3 separate regions of the Oryctolagus cuniculus genome follow, and regions 1 and 2 are each linked to region 3. A link is a contact called in public Hi-C and Micro-C data. All regions are on one chromosome and are shown on one strand. Each heading gives the region's core, a stretch centred on a gene start, on an enhancer-like site or on the middle of the called end of the contact. The rest is flanking DNA. Distances are from core to core; before and after follow the strand shown.

Evidence for each region. Hi-C and Micro-C count contacts between places; a contact is called where the count stands out from the background.
Region 1: a contact with region 3 is called in a Micro-C map of ear pinna, with 18 times the contacts expected there. The contact joins two enhancer-like sites. A contact is called at or near these places in 2 of 6 Hi-C or Micro-C datasets (ear pinna and an unstated tissue).
Region 2: a Hi-C map of an unstated tissue shows a contact between it and region 3, with 5 times the contacts expected there. The contact joins two enhancer-like sites. A contact is called at or near these places in 5 of 6 Hi-C or Micro-C datasets (ear pinna, embryonic fibroblasts, psoas muscle and 2 more).

Annotation. Positions count from the first base shown.
Region 1 is chr10:115,393,860-115,396,559 of mOryCun1.1, forward strand. The region is part of intron 7 of TAMM41 (TAM41 mitochondrial translocator assembly and maintenance homolog); the gene reads left to right. Among named protein-coding and RNA genes, the nearest start is that of VGLL4, 28 kb to the right of the region's middle. Within about 2 kb of position 1,347, at least 1 of the 8 cell types and tissues checked has an H3K27ac peak or open chromatin away from gene starts, as enhancers often do.
Region 2 is chr10:115,358,569-115,361,268 of mOryCun1.1, forward strand. All of the region lies in intron 3 of TAMM41 (TAM41 mitochondrial translocator assembly and maintenance homolog), which reads left to right. Among named protein-coding and RNA genes, the nearest start is that of TAMM41, 12 kb to the left of the region's middle. Within about 2 kb of position 1,298, at least 1 of the 8 cell types and tissues checked has an H3K27ac peak or open chromatin away from gene starts, as enhancers often do.
Region 3 is chr10:115,737,930-115,740,629 of mOryCun1.1, forward strand. ATG7 (autophagy related 7) reads right to left here. Exons shown (of 20, transcript XR_011379656.1): 18 at 1,549-1,629. Among named protein-coding and RNA genes, the nearest start is that of ATG7, 99 kb to the right of the region's middle. Within about 2 kb of position 1,287, at least 1 of the 8 cell types and tissues checked has an H3K27ac peak or open chromatin away from gene starts, as enhancers often do.

The DNA.
Region 1 (2,700 bases), core at 97-2,596, 340 kb before region 3:
GCTACAGGTGGAGGATTAGCCTATTGAGCCGCGGCGCCGGCCTCTCTTAAGATTTTTTTTTTTTTTTTAAATCCATCATCTTCATCTCCTCACACCTCCAAGCCAAAGTCGGGCCTTGTTTTCTTAGCACGCATTCTTTCTGTTCGCCAGCAGGGGGCAGTGAATCACACAAGCGGCCCCCGGAGTTCCTGGTGTCTGGGACTGCCTGTGCTCCCTCCCCTCCACTTGGGCGGTGGAAGCGCAGAGCAATGTGGCCACGCCTCCCTTGGGCAGCCTTGCGCTCACAAAGATCCCACCTTCATGCACCCTTTATGCTGACACTCAGTTAAATTCAGGGACGTGGCAGGAGCTAAGCTCAGGGTCCCAGAGGGTGGACCCTACGTTCTAGTCGTTGGTTGTCCCTCTGTTACCTTACCGTGTTAACTGGCCTCTTTTCCCTGCCGCAGAGGGGATACTAATACCCAACCCCCAAGGTATTCCACGGCTTACCCAGGCGTCCAGTGTGTTGGTACCTTGTCCCTGATGGGTGTTTTGTACACGTGGACGAGGCTGTCGGTCTCTAGGAAACCTGGAAGCCAGGCCTCCCTGTGCAGCTCGGAGGGCTGCCCTTCCTGGTGGCCAGTGTGTTCTGCGGCCTGACCCTGGTGGCCAGTGTGTTCTGCGGCCTGACCCTGGTGGCCAGTGTGTTCTGCGGCCTGACCCTGGTGGCCAGTGTGTTCTGCGGCCTGACCCTGGGGGCCAGTGTGTTCTGCGGCCTGACCCTGGGGGCCAGTGTGTTCTGCGGCCTGACCCTGGGGGCCAGTGTGTTCTGCGGCCTGACCCTCAGTCTGTAGCAGTAGCCCTGGAGTGCCCTGACTCAGGTGCACCTGTCGTGGGCCGATGTGGGTACCGAAAGGCCGCTTGCAAAGCCGAGTGCTGTTTTTCTTTTCCTCTTCCCAGGGAGTTTCTTATTTAGAAAATCGTGTTGACATCTCCGGCTGTGCTATTCGTATGACAGCGTAATCCCCATCTGGGCACCCGGGCAGACCCGGGGTCACAGGGCCCAGGAAAGTCACCTCCCGTTCCGGCCCACGCCTCCTGTGGTGGCAGCGGCGGATGGTGTCCCGTCTCAAACCAGCGCCGAGTGGCCAGCTGGGCGAGTTGTCCTGTTCTGAGCAGCCAGCCTGTGTGCGGGGTCTCGCCTGACTGGAGAGAAGGGGTGGCGGCTCTCTGGGCTCTGATGTGGCAGCAGGGAGGTGAGAGGGGCTGAATCTGGTGATCCGACCGAGCCGTGGGCAGGAGCCAGGCGCACGGAGGGCCTTCAAGCTGCATTGAGGGACCCGGAGCTTTTCTCAAGGGCGGAGGGAAGCCTCTGATGGGTCGTGGAGGCGCATGGCAGCCAGGGAGCCGAGAGGGGCGGAGGGAGCTACGGCTGCCACCGCACGGGCAGCCAGGTCTGCCTGCCAGCAGCCCGAGCCCAGGTGGTTGTGGTGCCCACCGAGAGGAGAGACCGCAGCAGCAGTGAGGCGGCAGCGGGCAGGAGTTGGGGAAGGAAGGCATGGGGGTGAGGGAGGCCCCGAGGTGCGAGGGAGGTCCGCGGAGGGGGAGGGATTAGATGTGTGAAGTCTCGCTCTCCCCCCGCCCCGCCCACCTGACTTTCTGGTCAATCAGAAGTAATTGTGGGGGCAGAGGCCTGTTTACCTCTGGGGTTTCAAAAGATTCGCCTGAATTAAGAAGACAGGTCTAGTCTTGTTCCTTAAGAGCTGCTGGCCTGCCTCGGTTGATCCTTAGGAGCACTTGCCTGAAACGTGGGAGGATAGGTCGGTGTTCGCCCTTCTCTGCTCTCTTGTGACTAAAGCATGTCTTCCGTCTGGGGGAACCTACACACTTAAATAAAAAGAATGCAAAGTAATATCACACAGTTTTCTGGTGATATGTAACACTTACACCTGGAACGCTGTTTCCTCCCTTGAATTTATTTATTTATTTGAAAGAGCTGCAGAGAGAGGAGGAGAGAGAGATACAGAGAGAGAGATCTTTCATCCACTGGTCACTCCCCAAATGGCCACAATGGCTGGGGCTGGGCCAGGTGGAAGCCAGGAGTCAGGAGCTTCTTCCAGGTCTCCCACGTAGGTGCAGAGGCCCAAGGACTTGGGTCACCTTCTGCTGCTTTCCCAGGTGCATCAGCACCCATATGGGATGCTGGCATCGCAGGCGGCAAGTTAACCTGTTACACTACAACACTAGCCCCACATTCATTTATTTGAGAAGCATAGAAACAGAGCGAGAGTCTGATGGTAAGAGAAACTGCCCATCTACCGGCTTACAGTGCCAATGCCCACAGAGCCAGGGCTGGGTGAGGCTGAAGCCAGAGCTGAGAACTCCATCCAGGTCTCCCACGAGAGGCGTCACTGCTGCCTCCCGGGGGTGCATCAGCAGGCAGCCAGAGCCAGAACCTGAGCCCAGGCACTGGGTGTGGACGCGGCCCTCTAAACCAGCAGACGGAATGCCCACCCCGAGCCTGCAGGTCCTTCAAGTGGCTGTACTCTGGCCCCGGAGGAGACCTGCTCTGCAGCTGTGCCCACGGCTGGAAGCTCGTTGGGAGAATGTTGGAGGCTTGCTCGCTTTCTCCCAGAGGGCTGAAGCACAGACCACGCCCTGCCTGGACACAGCGCTGCCTCACGGTGTTTCCCGGCGAATCCTGTCCGTCATGGACCCATC
Region 2 (2,700 bases), core at 48-2,547, 380 kb before region 3:
TTCTGGCCTCTGTGTTTTATGTGTTTTAAAGGGAGTTACATTGTCTTAAGTTTCATAATTATCTTAAAATTTTGCAAATTTTTTAAAAAATTTATTTATTTATTTGAAAGTCAGAGTTACAGAGAGAGAAAGACAGAGACAGAGAGATCTTCCAAGTACTGGTTCGCTCCCCAGATAGCCATAACAGCCAGTCCTGAACCAAATGGAAGCCAGGAGCCCGGAGTTTCTTCCAGTACTCAGTGCATGGCAGAGGCCCAAGCACACGGGCCATCCTCTGCTGCTTTTCCCAGGGTGTTAGCAGGGAGCTGGATTGGAAGCAGGGCAGCTGGGACTGGAACCAGCACTCATGTGGAATACTGGTTTCACAGGTGGCAGCTTAATGTGCTGTGCCACAACACCAGCCCCACTGTTTTCTTCTTAAAAACATTCTTTACTTTTTATAAGTTTTGTGCATGTGTGTTGGATCCTTCTGTCATGTTATTCTAAAGGTATGCAGAGTCTTTGAAAAGCTCGTGGAAATACATGTTATCAAAAAGGTGAATGGATTTCCAAAATGTTTGCACCAAAATAAACTTCTCTTTTAATTCAGTTTTCCACGAAACTTCTCTTTGGAAGATCCCTCACATTGATAATTTTGCTTGAATTTTTAAAGCGTTAACAGAGTTGGTATCTACCATCGTATTGAGAGGATTTTAATTTATTTGCATCTTTGAAGTACAATTCATACATCACACAGCTCAGCCATTTGAAGTGCACAGTTCAGTGGCTTTGAGCGAATTCATGGGGTTGTACAGCCATCACCTTCCCATAGCTTCATTGACTGTGAATGGAAAAGTCCCTGAAGTGGGAATCGGAGAGCCAGTCTTGGCTGTGAGCCGCTGTGAGCAAGTGCTGGGGCCTTTGGCCTTTGAGATGAGAAGATTGAGTCATCCGTTTTGCCGTTCAGAGAACAGCCATCTCCTTCTCTGGTGTGCCGAAGGAATGGCAAAGTCCTAAGAGAGGCTAAACTGGGGGTCTCCCAGGCTAAATCGAGGGTCCTCTGGCTCTCAGGGGTCCCCCGGCTCTGATGTCCATTGTTTCTTCTTCGACCTCAAGCAGCGACTGAGAACAAGTCACCGTCCTGGTGGTTGAGGATGAGAGCCGCTGGGTCGGGCTGCACTCCCCGCAGCTCGAGCAGTGTCCCTGTGACCACCTGTGACCCTCTGTACTCACAGATCTCCCCTGTGAACCTCCTCCCAGCCCCGCCTCCCTGCATCACAGAGCTCGTTGCCTGTGGCCAGGGACTCTGTGCAGCGTTGCCGATGCAGTTCAGGTCAGGCCACTCCCGGTCACACACAAACGGCTGCTCCCAAGTCTGAGGACTCTCCTTTTCCCAGGCCTCTCTGGCAGTGCCCCAAGAGCTCTCTGGCTTCTCCCTCTGCACAACAAATAGTGGTGCCGCTGAGACCAGTTCCTGGTTCACCTATCACCGAAGACCCAGATCAGCACAGTGCCAGGACCTTCTGAATTGACATTTTTCCTTTCAGTAAGGATGCTTTTATGTTCACTCTCTTAACCTTAAACTGGCAAGCAGACGGCTTTCTTACAAAGCAACTAGGACAGCTTTCTCGGACAACGAGTGGTGTTTTGTTAACCAGGAAAATGTCCCCAAACTTAACCCTTTCCATCTCTGAGTTAGTAGCATCCCCACAGAGCTTGTCATTGCAGTGAGTTTCTATAAAACCACCCAAGAAACAAAGGGTGAAGAACCACTGAGAAGCAGATATGTGGGCGTTGCAGGGCTGTGGAGCCCTGGACAGATCAGGGACCTGGGTCCTGGGCCGGTGGGTGACCGCTTGTCTTGGGGAAATCTTTGTACGCCTCTGAGCCTCAGTAAATGACGAGGTCACCCTCTTAGATCCGTGGTTCGATATGGAATACAAGGTTTGGAAAAATTATTCAAGGAATAAACATAGGAGTTACAGTACCTTAAAATCTGCTCTAATCATCTTTCAAGATAAATCAAACAGAATACATCCTTAGCTGAATGCATGAGAACAATTTAAAACATTGAGAGCTTGATTGACAGAGTCTGAGGTGTTACCCTGATTCCTGCCATCAACTTGGGCATCCTTAGGAAACGCACCTCCCTGCACTGTCCCTTGGTTCAGCTCTCTGCGGATGATTGCAGTAACACTAAACTCACCCCAAGTGCTGAATTTTTTTTTTAAGTTTTCATTTCTTTTTTTTCCTTTTTTTTAAGATTTATTTATTTATTTTAGAGGTAGCGTTACAGGCAGAGAGAGGGAGAAACAGAAAAGGAGGTCTTCCATCTTCTGGTTTACTCCCCAAATGGCCACAATGGCCAGAACTGGGCTGATCCAAAACCAAGAGCCAGGAGCTGCCTCCAGATCGCTCATGTGGGTGCAGGGGTCCAAGCAGTTGGGTCATCTACCACTGCTTTCCCAGACCATAGCAGAGAGCTGGATCAGAAGAGGAGCAGCCGGGACACAAACCAGCACTCATATGGGATGCTGGCACTGCAGGTGGAGGCTTAACCTCCTACACCAGGCTCCAGCCCTAAAGGTTTAGTTAAGGTCTGTGGAGTCCTCATCATCACACCTGCGGAGAAAATCCACACTTGATCAATCAAGTGACGTGAGGTTTGCCTGTTAGAAATATCCCCCTAAAAAAGTGTCAGAAAAAGTAAAAGGTAGAATT
Region 3 (2,700 bases), core at 37-2,536:
GGGAGCCCCCTCACCTACTCTGTTAGGAGATTATCAGGAGCCCCCTCACCTACTCTGTTAGGAGATTATCAGGGAGCCCCCTCACCTACTCTGTTAGGAGATTATCAGGAGCCCCCTCACCTACTCTGTTAGGAGATTATCGGGAGCCCCCTCACCCGCGTGCTCTCGTGCCTCTTGCCAGCGCTAACTGCTCAGAGTGAGAACCCAGGCGTCTTTGCGTTGCACTCACAGCACCCGATTATCTTTATTTCACTGGCCAGCCAGGCCTACAAAATGCATAGAAAAACTTCTGGCGCCTGTGCCAAATGATTTCCATACAAAAATCAATCCTGTCAAGTTATTCTGAGACCAATCTACTCAGCCATTCAAGGAAAAAAAAAGAAAAGAAAGCACCCCTCTAAAGAGCACACAACCCCCAAACTTGTATTTCTCAAGACAGAGCCACACCGGACTCCCCGAGACCCTGCCGTGCGCAGATGTGCGGTATCTCAAAGAGCCAAGAGGCGCAGGAACACACTCACTCTCACACGCAATCACTGACCGACAGTGAGCTCCAAACCTCAGCGCGGGCGCTTGCGATCCATGACGACGACACGGGCTTAGCTTACTTTTGAAGCACAAATAAATTCTGGAGCATCTAAGTTTAACCAAACTTCTCAACAGTGTTCATCAAATCTGAGCTCAATTTTCACTGAAACTTGTCAGGACCGTTCTCCTAAGACAGGACCCAAGAAGAGTTTTCCGAAGAAGCCTGCCAACTCAGACCATTTCTCTAGGACGGAATTCCTTCCACCCTGCCAGATTCAGGGTGCGGGGCACCGAGACCCCTGGTTCTAACAGGGAGGCCGCGGTTTGGCCCCAGGACCATGACACTGTTTTGCACAGAACTCTAACACGACTATCTGTGCTTATACAGAAACTCCTGAGTTTTTAAAGCCCAGGTTAAACCACTGGGTGTTAGAAGGCTTAAAAGGACACCCAAAAGGAAATCAGCTATCATACTGAGTATACATGTAAAAATAACTCCGACAGTTTCTCAAAGCCTATTAAAAAATGAGATGCCATCACTGTAGCTGTGAGATACACCAGCCGGTTCCCATTACTGCTCGCGCTATTTTTAGAGCCTCTGCAAAGATCAAAGGCGAAGGGGCCCTCTCCAGGCCCCTAATCTCTGCCTATGCTTCCTCGGTCAGGCCTTGGTCTCCCAAGGAGGCATGGCGGGGCTGCCTGCAAACAACCCCTGTCCCCGTCCACTCCCATCCACTCTGTGAGAAGGGGGTGGTCAGAGACCAGCGAAGTTCAAGGTCAAGCCAAAATGCCTGCCGTGCGTGCTTCAGCACAGAGCACACTGGCTCGGCTTCTTCTGTCCACTGCCCATGCAGTCTCCACAGGCCACTTCTCGGTGAGAACAATACAATGAGCACAGTGTCCTTTTCCAGTGTTAGGACCCCACTCCTCCCCCACACAAAGGCCGGGGTTGGTTTTCTTGGCTCTGGCTGGTGGGAGGTGGCCGGGCTCGCTCTGGGGCTGAGAGGCAGGACCACTTACTTTGGAAGAACAAGCGGTGCATTTGTCGAACGCCAGGCTGACGGGAAGGACGTTATCAAACCGGGACAGAAATCCCCGAATCTAAAAACAAACAGAATGAAGAATTCACATCACGCTGGGGAAGGCCCCATCTCTGAAATGCACTTCTGGGTCCTGGCATGATGGACATGGCTTCTCTCCCATAGATGTGAGAGTTGGACGTGGGATAAATGAAAACTTATTCAATTTGATGTTAGGTGGGGTCTCACAAGGGGAGATGGGCTGGGGACCAAGGAAGGCAGAGACAGTCCAAAATACATATCCAGTTGACTTGGAGCAAACTTCAACAGCAACATATTGACGAGGAAATGGCACCACCTAGTGCACACACTTGTGTACTACAGCTGGTTTACATGCAGACACTATCAGTTTTAACCATTCTCTTTATTCACAAAACTGTACTAGCACTATTATCTATTCACAGTATTATGCCTGGACAACTATATTTACATCAAAGTGCTTTTTAAACCTATAGAATGGCATTAAAGTGTTTTACTAAAAATACAAATGGCAAAAAAAAATTTTTTTTGGACAGGCAGAGTTAGACAGTGAGAGAGAGACAGACAGAAAGGTCTTCCTTTTCCGTTAGTTCACCCCCCAAGTGGTCGCTGCAGCTGGTGCACTGCGCCGATCTGAAGCCAGGAGCCAGGCGCTTCCTCCCAGTCTCCCATGCAGGTGCAGGGCCCAAGGACCTGGCCATCCTCCACTGCACTCCCTGGCCACAGCAGAGAGCTGGACTGGAAGAGGAGCAAGCAGGACAGAATCCGGCGCCCCAACCGGGACTAGAACCCGGGGTGCCAGCGCCAAAGGCAGAAGATTAGCCAGCCGAATGGCAAAATTTCTCAAGACTCCACAGCACTCAGCATCTGCACTCAGACAAACATGCATCTCCTGTGGGTTAATTCACTGCACCTTCCCAACCCTGCCATTTTATGTTGATAAAACAGCCTCAAAAAGGGGAAGGCACTTGGCTGAGGAATCAACCAGCGACGGGGCCCAGCTTCAAAGGCCTCGGACCCCAAAGCTGGCTGGCTCCCTCCCCCTTCCTCCCTCTCCCAGGGTAGCAAAGCTCAGCTTCCAGCATTAATATTCGGTCTCTTCACAACCTGAACC